2 separate regions of the Rattus norvegicus genome follow, and region 2 is linked to region 1. Evidence: chromatin contacts called from public Hi-C data. All regions are on one chromosome and are shown on one strand. The core of a region is the stretch at or near the end of the contact, and the rest is flanking DNA. Distances in the headings are between cores, read along the strand shown.

The links. A called contact is a pair of places that touch in the nucleus more often than the background predicts.
Region 2: a contact with region 1 is called in a Hi-C map of the A7r5 cell line, with 2.5 times the contacts expected there. The contact joins two enhancer-like sites. A contact is called at or near these places in 3 of 12 Hi-C or Micro-C datasets (the A7r5 cell line, kidney and liver).

What each region holds. Positions count from the first base shown.
Region 1 is chr18:2,722,261-2,726,127 of GRCr8, reverse strand. No RefSeq gene overlaps it. Among named protein-coding and RNA genes, the nearest start is that of Gata6, 260 kb to the right of the region's middle. Within about 2 kb of position 2,002, at least 10 of the 93 cell types and tissues checked have an H3K27ac peak or open chromatin away from gene starts, as enhancers often do. A contact at or near this core is called in the A7r5 cell line, where this site is marked.
Region 2 is chr18:2,859,315-2,863,785 of GRCr8, reverse strand. No RefSeq gene overlaps it. Among named protein-coding and RNA genes, the nearest start is that of Rbbp8, 340 kb to the left of the region's middle. Within about 2 kb of position 2,720, at least 25 of the 93 cell types and tissues checked have an H3K27ac peak or open chromatin away from gene starts, as enhancers often do. A contact at or near this core is called in the A7r5 cell line, where this site is marked.

The DNA of each region.
Region 1 (3,867 bases), core at 753-3,252:
CCTTCTTGGAGGGACCAGGCCCATGAACTATGGCTGTTTCCTGACAGTAGACACACTGGAGATTGGGTATTTCTTCCTCCATTTGTATCCACTTGGGTATTGGTGGGGACTGAAGGAGAAGCAAGTGCGTTGCTATGACAGATCATCATCCAGTGATGGAATCAACTCACTTCTCAACTCTCAGCTTAAGTGTAATGAAGATGAGACGAACCAGCTGCTGCTCAACCTTGAGACCCAATTCATCCTTCTAAATCTTTTTAGGTCTCCAAGGACCATGGGTGAAGAATTCACAGTGACAGTTTATAGGCCCCTGATTAAGGACAGGGTCAGAGGTTACTCTGTCTAAACTTAAGGTCCTTCAACTCTCTGAATGATTTGTAAAATCATCAGGGGATGCTACTACAGAAGTATTATCATAGCCATTTAAGGAGTTTAAAAGTATTCTAGTTTTAATTTAAACACAAAGCAAAGAATGAAAGGGCACATTTTTTAATGTTGTTATGAAACCTGAAGGAAGGGAGTGAACAAGGGTGGTGGCAGTAGGTGCGACACAAAAGAGGACAATGAAAGTCGGTGGCTTGTGATGGGTCAAGTATAGTTTCTTCCACCCAGAACAGTAGAATTGGAGTGAAACTCTGAATAGTGCCTTGCTGGGTCCACAACATGTTGGAGATTGTCCATGCCAAAGCAATGGAGAGAGAGGAAGAAAGGAAGGGTGAGGGGAGAGAGAGGGAGAGAGTGAGGGAGGGAGGGAGAAAAGAAGGGAGAGAAAGAGAGAGATTACAAAAGTGTACCATACCAATTGAGTCAGAAAAAGAAAAGGATGTGAGCAGCTGGGAGTCTGATGGAAGATTAGGACTATAATAAACAATTAAAAAAACATTCACAATATCCAAGAGTGGAGTTGGCCTAGATATCCATCAACACATAGATGGGTAAAGAAAGTGTTGTGTATGTACACAATGGAGTTTTACTTGGCTATAAAGAAGAAGGGAATCATGCCATTTGCAGAAAACTGAATGAACTGGAGATGGTGTTAAGCAAAATAAGCCAGCCTCACAAGGGCACATGGTCTCTCTCCTGTGTGCAATCTGATGTGAGGGGACAAGAGAGTAAAAGGCGGGCAACTGGGGAGAAGCCAGGAAGAAGGATGGGGAGAGAGACTGGAAAGGGAAACAGGGAGAATGACCAAAGCACACAGAACCATGTATGCAGACATCATCAGGAAGCCATTCTTTGTTCAATGAATATACCCTACTCTTACTATTAGTTATTCTATTTTATTTTTATACGTGTATATATGTATATGTACACATGTATGAATATACCCAAAGAGTCCAGAAGAAGCATCAGATCACCCAGAGTTGGAGTTAGAAGTGAAGTAAGCAGACCTACAGGGTGCTGGGAACTGAACTGTGGTCCTCCTCTGTAAGAGCAGGAAACACTCTTAACTGCTGAACCACCTTTCTAGCCCCAGTAATTTTAAAACTAGAACAAAACGCTTGAAAAACCCAAATCCTTTTTTTTCTTTCACCAAATAGTCTTTTTATTTAATAAACATAAATTATTAGCTTAAAATGGGTTTTGTTTTTGTTTTTGTTTTTGTGGGGAGGTTTTTTGTTTTTTTGTTTTTGTTTTTTGCTGCTTCTAGCCTACCTCCATGAACTCTCTTAAAGTTGGTTCAGGTAATACTTTGTCAGTGTGACTGCAGAGTGCAAACGTCTGTGTCCCTAAGCCATAGGCAGGAACAGCAAACTCCCCACTGTTGTTCTTTATCTGGTTTACTGCACATGGTTTTTGCCATGCGCCTTTTATTATTCTAAATTGAGGGTGAGATAGTAGTTGGTTTCTCAAAGTGCAAAGGCTAAACTTTCTGATAAACTTCAGCTGCTACCAGTGATGGACACCACCCACATGGCCAAAACAACCATGAGGTCACTTCCTGCCTGGCGTCCTGTAGGCTTCTCCAGAAATCCAGAAGCTGAAGGCAGGTCTGGCTCAGGTCAGAGGCTTGGACCAATGAGTCACCCAGAAAGCTTCTCAGCCAGCAACTCTAAGGAAGAAGTATGTAGGGAGGATGTTTTTTTACTCCAGTCCCCTGTCACTGCTGGTATCTTGGGAAATTTGTGGTCAAAGAGACTTTCAAAGACTCGATCCCCACCAGTTCCACTCATGAAGCTTCCTTGGCTTTTGGTTACAAGCCAGGCCCAAACACGGCACAGCAGAGACACTCATTTCCTGCCACTAATAGGTTTCTCAGGTGTAGGATAAACACTTCCGTTTGAAGCATGGTTTGGCCAGAGCACACACATGCATTTAATCTATAATACAAATTAAAGCGGTGCGAGACTTCAGAAAGCACAGGCCTGTGAGCTTGGGGTCGGGGTGGGGGGTCTCAAAAGAAACAAGAACACCAGATCTTGAAGTTCTACTGGTCCTGAAACAGGTAAAATTCCTAAAAGTGACCAAATACTATCTACAAATCATGTGGAGATTTGGGGTACAGCTTTGTAGCAATAAGAGTGTGAGTTAGTAGTACAAGATTCTGGGTTCAATCTTCACTAACAAATGGAGAGATGAAATAGAGATAGATAGATAGATAGATAGATAGATGATAGATATATAGATTGATAGATAGTTGGTAGATAGATGATAGATAGATGATAGAAATAGAGATACAGAGATCAAGATAGAGATAGACAGATATAGAGATGAGGGATAAAGAGAGAGATAGAGATGACAGAGATGGGGAGACAGAGAGGGACAGAGAGAGAAGGAGGGACAGAAGGAGGATGAGAGAGATGATAGAGGGGGATTGGAAAAGGAATAAGGAGAGAAATGTGCGTGAGGAGAGGGGTAAGCATGGAGATAGGCATAGGATAGGGATAGGATAGGGGTAGGCATGGAGATAATAGAGAGATAGCAGTCTCTACAAGATTCTTCTGAACTGCATGATGGGTGGTACCATTGTCAGCCTTGTTATCCAAGGTAGAGTCCTAGGTAACCTCAGACTCTCCTCACTGTCAGCCTTCTATGCACCAAGGGAGCTCACTCTCAGTGACTATTTGTACAATAGCCTGGGACCTCCACCCAAAGGAGGCATGCTGCTGAGCTGGCACCTGGACCATACACTCAGGTAAACCTGGGCAAGTTGCCTCCTCTTTGCTATCTTGTGTGTCAAGAGTCCATGGGGTAGACTTTGCTTGCCTTGATGGTGAAAGACTCCACATTAACGCCCAGCCCAGAGGGCATTTGGTAAATATGACCTCATAATTTAGCCACACAGCCAGACATCTGACACACTGGTAAGTCTCTGAAGACAGTGCAACCATGAAAATAGCTGTCAACGTGGTGGTATTGATGGAATTCTGTGGTAGTGCTTTACCAGAGAAAACTCTAGTTGTTCTTTCTTGTGACAGAGGAATAGTGTTTATCTGGGTTGTGAAACTTGAGTGTTCTGGGGAAGAACTCAGCATATATTCTGTGATTAAAGAATAAGGGAAGCCAAAGGAGAAGCCAACTCTCCCAGGTCTGCCTGACTCCATGGCCCAGGTGCCACTCTGAGCAGAGTCATGCCTTCTTGTGTGGGCTGCTCCAGGCTATCATACAAGTTAGGATGAGAAGCTTGACAGTTGAGAAGCAGAAAAGTAGTGAGTAGTGGCAACAGAATTGAGGGCCTGTCTCTATGGAGCCAGTCAAGAGAAAGTTCTGGAATAAAGGGGTTGGCCGACAACTCCTGCCATGCCACCCAGCCTGAACAGAAATAGGTGCTGGAGCAGGAGTGGTGTGGAGCTGGTCTCCCAGGCTGCCTCCACAACCAGCTCATTGCAGGAAAGCTGGAGGTCAAATCCTGCAGCCAGAGGCAAG
Region 2 (4,471 bases), core at 1,471-3,970, 140 kb before region 1:
ACTTATGGCTTGAGTTGTACCTTCTTTATAGACTTAGCTAGGAAAATTTTTATATGCATATATAAATTATACAAGTTTATAACAAATTCTATGTAGTATGCATGTACATATGCATATTTTTAAGCAGAAAGATTGCTTCTTCCTCATTTATATGGTACAGTGGTAGTGCTTGTGAGTTTTACAGTCAGGAAAAAACTTTCTGAGACCTTTCTTTTTCTTGGTGTGATCGTAGTCTTTGAGACAATACACTGTTTCAAGCAATAAGTTGTTCCAGAGGGGACTTGGTTTCTTCACAGTTTTAAAATGTGGAGTATGTATCATAAACCTTACAGCAAATATTTATAGTAAAATCGAGAAATATGGAACCTTTACCTGAAGGTTTTATCTTTCTAGGAGACATACAGACGGAAACGTATGAGAGGTGCCGGAGAGTCTAAATTTTGGTTGCTCTGGAATCTTGGACTACTGACATGAGAAATATTAACTGTTTAATAAACATTTTGTTGGCTGCCTCAATCCCAGGCACACACCAGTAGTGTGCAGATGTGTGTGCATGTGCATGTGCATGTGCGTACGTGTGTGTGCGTGTGTGTTCCAGACTGGGCCACCCCTCAGCTACATTTGTGTCATTAAGTAGCCCTTCATTAAGGTAGTTCTTTGGGTCCTTTCCTTAACATTTCACTTATTGGGAATGAAATCCTTTCAAATTCATACTTCGGGGGACACATACTTACACTTGTGTGCATTTAGAGAATACATTGAATACTATGCCATGGTTACATAGAGATACAAGCTCCCGATAACGGCCTCTAAAACTCTTCCTGGTTCCCGTGTCATACTTACTCGTGACTGCAGAATATACACTCCATAGCTGCTGCACGGCCACGATTATACAGGAGATTAGTGTATTGTTTGAGTGAGGTTTGTATACAGCATCCTGTATTTCATTTAGTTTTATCAGAGAAGCCGGTAGGTGCTTTTTTCTTCTTCGTAAGCCTGGCTGATTAGGTATCCTGTCTGCTGACACTCTTCTCTGTGGCTGTGCTTCCTATCTGTGTGTTCATGAAGGAGCAAGGCTTTGAGAGCCGAGGGGACTTGAGCTTTGTAAGAACAAACATACCCAGTACCTTGCATGAAACAGATAAGTCAAATCTTGCTTAGCAATTACTGTTACTAGCTGCATTATTATTAATAATGAAAATAGATATGTTGGAAGCCTAGTGGTGCAGTAAGAGGATGATGACCCCCGTGAGTGTAACTCACACTTGAACTTGGCAGAGCTGGTCTGCTCCTCTGCAAGTTCTCTTAGATGTGCTATATGCTGGCTCCCTCCCCCCGGCCCCCAGACACAAAGGTGGGATGTATTTATCAACAGAACATCGAGGAGATAGCAAAGTCAATACATTCTCTGCTGCTGCTGCGAGAAACCCCAGCTTTAACAATGACATCAGGTAAAATGTGAGCACAGGATACTTACTCTGCAACGACTTTTCTTACTTTCCAGTTTAACTCCCTCCCAGACCTTTATTTTACATCTGTGTCCCACCAGTGTTCTTTAAGGAACTTTGTGTGAATCCGCCAGAGAACGGCAGTTCACGATGATGTCCAAAGAACTCATAAAAAAGAGCCAAGGGAGAAAACAGGAGAGGGAACTCAGAATGCCAGCTAGGGAATTTTCACCCAATCGGGACAGACCCTGGACATTCCTGCGGCTCACAGCTGACAGATTGAACATTTGTCACAAGGGCTTGGTACCGTCTAGCACGTAAAGATATGCGGAGTTTTCCTAGCGGGCTCCGGACTCTATTTTATTCTCACTTCCTTTCTTCTGGCTTGACCCGCGATAAGTTATAAATGACTTATCAAACGTCCACATTTAAAGAGTAGACGGCTCCATAAATACCTACTTGGCCTCATTAAAAAGCCCCAGTGATTAAAGAGAATGATTAGTGTGGTGCCAGAGGGGAAAGGAGAAAATCCAACATCTGCCTCCAAACAGGGCCAGATCTCTTCTTAGGGAAGACCACTGGTGTCAGGGAAGAGGGCTTTGGCCTGTGCTGAAACAGAGCATCAGGCTGCCAAGCCTGCACCCTGGGCCTGTCATGCAGAAAGAGTTATGAAAAGTGCACGCGTTCTCAGAGACGATTACCCTCTTGGCCTCCATGCCTCCCTCTCCACTCCCTTGTTGCCCCCATTGAAAGTTAGAGCATAATTAAAATGGGGAGCCTACAACCGGTATGAAATGACCCTCAAATGACTGCTTAATTACAGCGAAAAGAAAGCGGGGGTGGGGTGGGGTGGGGGGCTACAAATAACCAGGAACTGTCCCGGCTGTCACTGAAGAGGAGTCTGCCCATGAGTCATGAGTCATGAATTAGCCTCCTGCTTCTGCCCTGCCCGAGCTGTCCCTTCCTGTTCCCCCAGGCCAGGCCTGCGTGGGGACCAGGTCAGAAGCAGGCGTGGGTTTCTGTTCCCAGGGCTGGGGAGCTCGCGGGCCAGCTCCCCCTGCACCCCCTGACTGTCGGTGGGTCGCGGGAAGTCTCCCAGGCTGCACAGGAGACAGGCTGACTGAAACGGCGCAGCCAGCGCGGCTGCAGATAAGTTAATGTACACAGAGAGGATGTAAATTACCACGACCCTCAGCAGCAGGACATTGGCCAGGGCCCTGTCAGTGAGAGGACAAGCGTCGGCAGGCTGCGCTCCCTGACATCCAGCCCGGGATGGAGCCGCCAGGCGGCCTGGCCGGGGAGGACCTCTTGGAGCCAGGCTTGCCTTGAAAACAGCTGCGTGTCCCTGACACCTCCAAACTAATGCATTTTTAATCAGGGGAATTAGCTCTAGGCGACCCGTGTTTTTCTGAGCCCCTCCTCCCCGCCCCCTAGTTTATGGACCAGGATACCTCTCTGCTTCTTAATCACGGAGGACAAAGTCCCCAGCCATTCCTGCACTCTAGACTGAGCCACCTTTTACCATCTCCCTCCCCACCCCCATCCTCCAGTCCGGCCTCCTCCACCCTCGTCTGCATCGCTTTTGCCCCCACCCTTCCCTCTGTTTATACAGTGACATCACAGCCCCTGGCTCTCCAAGGCGCAGAGAAAACAGAGTTCAAAAAGGCAAACAGGAAAACCCGCTGGTCCTGGGCACCGGAGAGGGTCAGTCCACCCCAGGAATGGCGCAAACCAGCACGTGCTGACTGTGCCTGGCGAGTTCTCCAGAAAAGGCTGCTCAGGCTGACGCTGGGGAAACCTGTGACAACCACTCACGGAACTGAATTCTTTTTCTTGTAGTTTTGTAAGAAAAGTGAAGAGAGGAAACACGGGTAAAATTAATTTTAATAATTTTGCTTAACCTGATATATCCAAAATATCATTTCAACATGCAATTGATGTGAGCAATTATTAATGAAATATTTCACATTCTTTTCTCTCTGTCTTCAAACCCAGTATTTTATCACTTGCAGAACCATTTTTTTTCCCATTGGAAATAATGAATCTGTATTTAGTTAATTCTAAACATTCTAAAATGTTTTCCAAGGGCACAATCCTGTGTTATTAAATTTGAATTAATACGATGTAAAATTGAGTTAATATTAAAATAAGTCCCTTGATTGCACATTTCATGTTCTTAATATCTACCGGCTATAGGAGGCTTCCACATGGATACCGCAGAGGGTCATAGAATCTGTCCAAGTTGCAGCTTTCTTTTTTTTTAATTGTGAACTGAGTGTTACTGTTATTTACCTTATGTAGGATTGAATAACGTATGGTACTATGACTGCTGCAGTTTGGATCTTGAATATCCTTCAAAGGGCCATGTGTTGAAACCTTAGTCCCCAATTGATGGCATTATTAGGGAACATTGGGAAGTTAGGTTACTTGGGGGGTTGTGCCCTTGCAAAGGATGTTGGTACACTCCTCTTCACTTCCCACAATGGTGCTGGGCCTCATCAAAAGCCCAAGAACAGAGCCTAATGGAGCGAGTTAACTTCACAAACCACGAGCTGTGCACAGTAAGCCCTTCTCTCTCAGAACCGCATATTTCTGCTATTTTCTATAGTAGCCAAAAGTTAGCTAACATGCATATGATATTCACCACAGGGCATGTTTGCCCACTAATGAAAGCTACTCTAATTAATTCAATTAAGGACTATTTCCATACTTCATTGATGTGCTCTGTCCACTCTTGACCCACTGTGACAATCTGTCTTCCTCCAGAGCTTGGGCACACTGGGATCCCTTTTTCTCTTACTCAGGTCCAATGCATCTACGGCTGCCTTCATCTTCCAGGACATATGCTGGCTACCCTCAGTTTTATGAATAGAACACAGTTTTGTTTTGTTTTGTTTTGTTTTTTCAGAACTACATATCTAAGTAGCCAGTAAAGATCTTGGCTGAAAGTTTCCAGAGATATTTTTAATGCATCCACCTAAAGCTGATCTGTTTATCAGAAGTGTGCCTTTCTTTCTGGGTTC